Linked DNA regions of Bombyx mori: region 2 is linked to region 1. A link is a contact called in public Hi-C data. All regions are on one chromosome and are shown on one strand. Each heading gives the region's core, a stretch centred on a gene start, on an enhancer-like site or on the middle of the called end of the contact. The rest is flanking DNA. Distances are from core to core; before and after follow the strand shown.

Evidence for each region. Hi-C and Micro-C count contacts between places; a contact is called where the count stands out from the background.
Region 2: a Hi-C map of whole pupa shows a contact between it and region 1, with 1.8 times the contacts expected there. The contact joins the enhancer-like site here to the promoter of LOC101743046 in region 1. A contact is called at or near these places in 2 of 7 Hi-C or Micro-C datasets (both in whole pupa).

The regions. Positions count from the first base shown.
Region 1 is chr11:8,047,425-8,051,055 of ASM3026992v2, reverse strand. LOC101743046 reads right to left here and starts at 1,599. Exons shown (of 12, transcript XM_012694982.4): 1 at 1,051-1,599. LOC134199668 (a long non-coding RNA gene) reads left to right here. Exons shown (of 2, transcript XR_009974250.1): 2 at 1-204.
Region 2 is chr11:8,094,296-8,097,926 of ASM3026992v2, reverse strand. All of the region lies in intron 3 of LOC101743046, which reads right to left. Among protein-coding and RNA genes, the nearest start is that of LOC134199670, 18 kb to the left of the region's middle. Within about 2 kb of position 1,681, at least 4 of the 8 cell types and tissues checked have open chromatin away from gene starts, as enhancers often do.

The DNA.
Region 1 (3,631 bases), core at 350-2,849:
AATCAAATACAATACCTTAAAAATTAAGATAAAACTTAGACACAGATAATTTTACAAATTAAACCTTAGTCTCTCCAATGTTCTAAGTCTAAAAAGTTCAGTATTTAGACAATGAGAAATTATCAAATGAATAAATGTGAAATTTTGATATTTTAAATTGTATAAAAACAAAAGCTTATCAATTTCCAAGTTAGCATAGAAACATTTTTGTCTTAATTAAGTCTTAATTTCAAGTCTTAATTTCCGAATCTCAAATGATTTTATTTCTTTCTCTTGGTACTTTGTTCTTATTGACTAACATCAAACTAAATTTCAGAAACAAAGTGATTGAAAACTTTCAATTGACTGTCTTCATGTGTTTTTTAAGCTACACTTTTACTCAGATAATATGTAAACAGTTGGGAGGACAATTTCTTACAATAATGAATGTAAAAAAACACCTGTCCTAATTACCATATCTGTAGTATCAAAAACTATTAACCAACAGAAATTTGTAGATATTATTTGCTTTCAAAGGCAGAGCTATACCCACCTGATTAAAACTATTTTTATGATTTAACCTCTTATTTATCTCAATTACATTCTTTCATTTCAGATGGATCAAATTGTTTATGGTCAGTTTTAGGACCTTATAAAGGTGGACTAACACACAGCTCACTTGATATTAAGTGGCCTCTGGAGCCCATAGACATCAAAAACATAAACACCATTACCCACTTTGAGACATGAGTTCTAAGTTGCAATTATCTATACTGGACCTATTGCTGATATAAATCTTAGGTAAACTTATTTAACTGGTTTCTTTACAATTTTACCAAATTGGTACATTTGTGCATCATGACATAGTTTTGAAAGTTAACTTAGTAAAAAGATTTCATTGTTTTATTGCAAAAAAAAAACTACCAACTCGTAATTACTTTATTATAGCCCATCACAACGTTATCTAAATTTCATTTATCAATGTTAGTTTTGTAAGTTGATAAGAAAAACCAACAGGCAAAGGTATGTCATTATGCCAAGAATAAGGTTGTTTGATAAATAATTCATTACCGAGTGGACCTGAGTGTTATGGTGCAAACCGATAATCAGCATGGCTCTCACAGAGTAAAAAACACAACAACACAATACACGAACGAATTATTTCACACACAAAATTCACGTTGTTCACTTGGGACTCGTATCAATAATGACAACTTTTTTAATTGTAAAAACACTTATCACACGATATCTGAATTAAGTTGATAATTCCGTATTAACCGCACATACTCAAATAACACCGCAAATGAAATCTAACTTACGAAATACGTCAACAACACCATTTCAATTAACGCGTATACAGATATAAAAACCTATTTCAAAAGGTAAGAGATACCAGTAGCAAGCAGTACATTTAAAACATGAATGTGTGAAGCTATTTTACGTTTTTCTAAGCCACATAACTCATTATCAGCATAGATTTTGAACGCACAACCAATTTTGCGCGAGTCCGTCGAAAACTGACAAAAAGTGACAAGTGACAACTAAAAAGATAGACAATCTAAATCTTTTTGTTATTGCCAGCCAACGGCGAAATAAAAAGGCAATTGTCAGACTAAAGAGATGTCAGCGACAGTTCAGTGATGCTAAGCACTATTATAAAATTTCCGAGCTTCGGAATAAATTGCTGGATTCATGAAGAGTTTTCCTTCTCACGAGCGCCAGTTTGTTAACAACACAGAAATAGAAAATGAAACGGTAGTCTTATGAAACAAATCAATGCGTGGAAACACCAATTCTTTCTTGCGCTAAACTATTATTATAAAAAAACGAGAGGAGACTGTTCCATAGATCTGTAGTATCAGCTTAAAATAATACCACTCTATCTATTCCTGTAATTGTTGTAAACACTGACTTAGGGACTCACCGAAGAAGGAACAGTACTGTTCTTAGAATGCTATACCAGCCTACAGCGATGGCCAGCTCTTCTTTAGTGGCATACTCTATGAACCTGTGGATAGGTACTAACCTACATCCTTCCTATTTCCGTGGATATTTCTAACAATATAATTGAGGCAACGATTTCATGTCTTAAGTTAGGTTAATGGCAGTCACATTGTGATTGAAAGTTTATTATAATTCAATTTATAGGAAAGCGTGATGTTAAAATTGCTCTTTAAATGCTATAAATTTTTTGAACAATAAATATCCACAGTAAATATAAGTAATATAAATAAATATAAGTAAGTTGTACAATACCGCCTGATAATAATATACTACTTCACCAAATTTGCGCGTACTGATGTGTTTACTTCTCTCATACTATGACTACTCGCAGAACGTATAAGCAAGACTGAGCTTATGAATAATAAAAAATATTGAAGATCAACTTTAAGTGTGAAGATTTTTTTCAAACAAATATAACATCAATCCACAAATGACCACATATGATCCACAATCCAAAAAATCGATAAAAATGAAAAAGGTGAACAAAGAACCACCTTCTTTCTTAAGCGAATTAAAATGAAAAATCATTCAAAATTAAATCATAATGTAATCTAACTTTTGTGGTAAACCACTTAAGCTGCCATATGTTTTCAAGTCTATTGTTCTTCTTTCTTGTTATAAGTGACAAGGTACACATAATATCACATCTGAATTTGATTTTTATATGTGAGTTATGAGACCTAAGGGTATTGTTAAGCACCACAAGGTTTATGGTGAGTTCTTGGTTTTCAGTTCTTTGTATTTGAAAATCACATACACAATACATTTTCATTTTATCAATCCAGTCTTACAACTCCTTTCAGTAATTACCTAAAGTAAGTTTGTAGTATAATACTTGCAACACTGATATCTGACAGATCCTCCGCCTACTCCGCCACTGGCCAACTGGCCACCATGGAGTTAATAAGTACCTACAACTGGAGTGCTGTCTGATGCCGAGAAATCGGTCTCGAAAGAGAATACTTTTTGGTCGCGGTGTCCTTGTCTAATGTGGTGACCATATAAAATTTATTTATAGGATAAAATTATACACATGCATCAGTTTTGAATTTACCTTAAGTAATTCTGTGTAACCCTATGTAAATACAAAACACGTGCTTGCAACGTTTTATTTATGTAAATTCAATTCTAAACATTGCTTCGTCGTCATGGTGCCTTTTTTCGACGGTTTTTTTTGGTAGTTGCTGCGTTGTCGAAAATCTAGCACTGAGTTTTATTACAAACATCATTACCTCAGTGCTATTACTTAAACTTCCTCAAACTCTTGTTTAACGTCCGAATACTCAACCGCGACTTAAATATTATGTTGAACTTAATTACGCAATTCCTACTTTAGTGTACTGGCTAAGTGGGCCGTGCAAATTAATATTTGACACACTGAGTGAGACACTGCAACACACATGGTCTGCGCGTATCGGGTGCTCTTTTCCTACATTCACATCTTCAATTGATTTAAAATTACTTGTATTTTTACTTCTGTGCTATTTTCATGACACGTGTATATTAAGTCTATTAACTAGTAGTTACATTAAGTATATTAACTAGTAGTTACATTTTAGGAAATAAAACACAATGGGTAATAAAATGAAATGAACTGAAATTCATTTATTTGTTATATGTAGACAATTAAATAACTCTTAAATGACAC
Region 2 (3,631 bases), core at 432-2,931, 47 kb before region 1:
ATTGCTGTTTTTTGCATCTACCATAGGTATTAATTAACATTTTAAAAAAAAAATTACGCTATTTGTTAATAAATTGTTTATAAACAAATACTTACACTATTTTGGGACTTTTTAAAAAAAAAAATTTACCCTCTTATTGTATAGGTGAAATAAAGATTTTTAAAAAAAAAAATTCTTAAATAAATGTTTTAATTGTTTAAAATCGTTTTTTTCATATTTCAATTGTTTAAGAAATTATTTTTTTCTTAAAAATCATCATCGACTATTTTCAGCGGATTAACAAAGAAATATATTTTTTTATAAATAATTTCATTGTTTATTAACTTAACAATTTGTTATAAAAAATTAATATTAATAAATCCTTTATAAAAATGACCTGAGTGTCCTTTACCGTATTAACACGTTTTTGAACTTGTTGACTAGACTAAATGATGCCACTCACCTCGAGACATGAGCTCGAACTTTCAATTGTATTGTAAAACGCCTATCCAGCTGATTAATCGATTCAGATTAATAAGCACTATAAAGTTTAAAACAGTCGTCGTTAAAGTTGTGTGGCAATCAAGCTGAACAAAAACCACAGATAGAACTTTGCAAGTCGCAGATAATACTGTTATACTTTTATGGTTTAATCTACGTTTAACATTTCTATCTTAAATTTTCAAAGGCTTTGAACAATCACTTTACTTTACGCTTACGTTTCTTTGCACGCAGAACTAACTGACTTCGTTTTTTGAAGTCGTGACCTGTTCGATAAGATACCCGGTCAACACGTATCGAGCGAAGCCGATTCCAATTTTTCTAATGAAATAAGTGCTAGACGTGTGTTCATTCGTGAATTCCACGATGAAGGAATAACCCCATGTAATAATAATAGTAGTCGTCGTGGTTTGAAGGATAAGACGTCCGGTGTATTCGTATCGAGCGATGCAACAGTGTTCGAATCCCGCAGGCGGGCACCAATTTTTCTATTGAAATACATACTTAACAAATGTTCACGATTGATTTCCACGGTGAAGGAACAACATCGTGTAATAAAAATCAAACCCGCAAAATTATAAATTGCGTAATTACTGGTGGTAGGACCTCTTGTGAGTCCGCACAGGTAGGTACCACCACCTTGTCTATTTCTGCCGTGAAGCAGCAATGCGTTTCGGTTTTAAGGGTAGGGCAACCGTTGTAACTATACTGAGACCTTAGTATTATCACTATCTCAAGGTGGGTGGCGACATTTACGTTGTAGATGTCTATGGGCTCCGGTAACCACTGAACACCAGGTGGGCTCTGAGCTCGTCCGCCCACTGCAATAAATAAATAAAAAAGTACAAGGAAAAAATGGCGTAAATATTTACTTTACAACTGAGATGTAACGTCTATGGGCCTCGATAACCACTAAACATCAGATGGGAAGAGAACTAGTTCACTCGTCTAAGCAAGAATAGCGGTATCTTTTAGTTTGGCCATTTCTACACAATAATAGTATACTTTATTAAAAATATGCTGACATTAGATACGGTATTAGTGCCTACACAGAAAGCACCAAATCTTTGTTACAGTTTGCATCTCAGGCTTGTGTAACTGACCGCAGTCTAACTTTTTAAATTTACTGCTTTGTTCGATGCATTATTCATAGCGAGTAAAAACAGATTGCTATTTATAAAGGCGCGTCATACACATGACGATGCATTCGATAATTAACGCAGACTGAAATAGAACAGATATGGCGATCGCATGGTTGCTTATGTCTAAGCGAGTTATATTCTCTTACTGAGATACAGTCAAAATCTGTTATAACGACATCGAAGGGACTGCTCATATTCAGTCGTAAAAACCGATAGTCGTAACAACCGGTGATGTTTAATGTGTATCGTGCAAGTACAAACAAATCGATAGGGAATTATTGGAAAAATATATTTATATAATACGCGATTTTTCTTCAATATTAATTTGTTTTATTTTTCTTTGCGACATTTTGAAAGTTTCACGAATAACTCCACAAAGTTTTGGTGTGTCTTGTGTATAGATAAGTAACAAACTAACTGAAGAGATATGAAGAAGCGGGCTTTGACTACCGCATGCACGTGTTTTGTTTCTAAGAATTAGAAAAGACCCTACACTAAACTAAATCCTATTGTTTTCTTTCCTGATTTTAAAAGCCATTGAAGACAAATGTGGATACCTATTCAAATTGTTTACAATACAGCTTAGCCGGTCGTTCTAACAGATCTAATTCTCCGAAATATTAGTTAAATGTGGTCGTTTTATGAGGTATGTCGTTATTACCAATGTCGTAGAAAGCAATATTTTTAATAAGGCGGTCATATGGCATTCAGCCGGGACCTTTGTTCTTGGTTATTATAACCGGCATGTTGTATTAAACAATGTCGCAGTAAACGGTTTTGACTGTAGTCGTGTTCTGTCTGTTCTTTTTTTAAGTCTTCTATTAATTATTTTAAATTTGAATACCGTACCACCAGTATCAGACTGCCTCTTTCTGGTGCGAAGTTGTAATTCACAGATGTTGTACGATACAATTGAGACTTTAACATGACGTTTTTAGGTCAGAAGCGAAGTTCACATTGTGAGCTAATGGGCCCGGTGACCTCTTCACAACAGATGCCCACGTTCAGCCGCGTATGCAATAATAAAAATGTTTTTCTTAAGTAATGCGAAAAAAAAACTGATTTTTCCGAGTTAATAAATTTAAGATTTAAGGTTACGTTAACATTTACGTTTTTACTGGTGGTAGGACCTCTTGTGAGTCTGCACGAGTAGGTAACACCACCCTGCCTATTTGTGCCCTGAAGCAGTAATGCGTTTCGGTTTGAAGGGTGGGGCTGCCGTTGTAACTATACTTGAGACCTTAGAACTTATATCTCAAGGTGGGTGGCGCATTTACGTTGTAGATGTTTATGGGCTTCAGTAACCACTTAACACCAGGTGGGCTATGAGCCCGTCCTCCCATCTAAACAATAAAAAATACGTATATAGTAAAGATCAGTTGCAAAAACAAGAGCATTGGTATTTTTTAAAAGTGCGTTTCTTGCAGCCTCTAAAACAGAAAAGCATCGTCTGCAGACGACCTAATCGGAGAATATCGAACTTGTTTACGTTTTCGCCTTTATCTCTCGTTCGTAAAAGATTCTGTGTTAATGGCGTTAACGGTTAGTCCCGCACGTCCAATAAACGTTCTAATCACGATACCGACTCGTTTGTAATGCGTACTTGTATATTTGTTAATTTATCGTAATGTCTAGGAATATTCCACGATAGATATTAGCTTAAAATGAAGCAGTAGCTTGATTTGAATTTTCTTAAATTTTATTGTTAATCTCATTTGCTGTCATCAAGGGAACCGATAGCATACCACAACGCAGACATCGCTCAGCCAGTTTCAGTTCCATTGGTGTATCCCACACTTGCCTTCAATTTGGAATTCATGATACGCGCCACTACTACTATTCCAGAAATAAATTAGGTACAAGATAGAATGTAGGAGTTGAAATCCCACAGGCAGACGAATGTAAAAGTACCATACCAAATTGTGAAATTTTGCGTAATTATTGGTGGTAAAGCTAGTTGGGAACCCGCACGGTTGGGCACGGACATCATACTCATATCTGTCACGAAG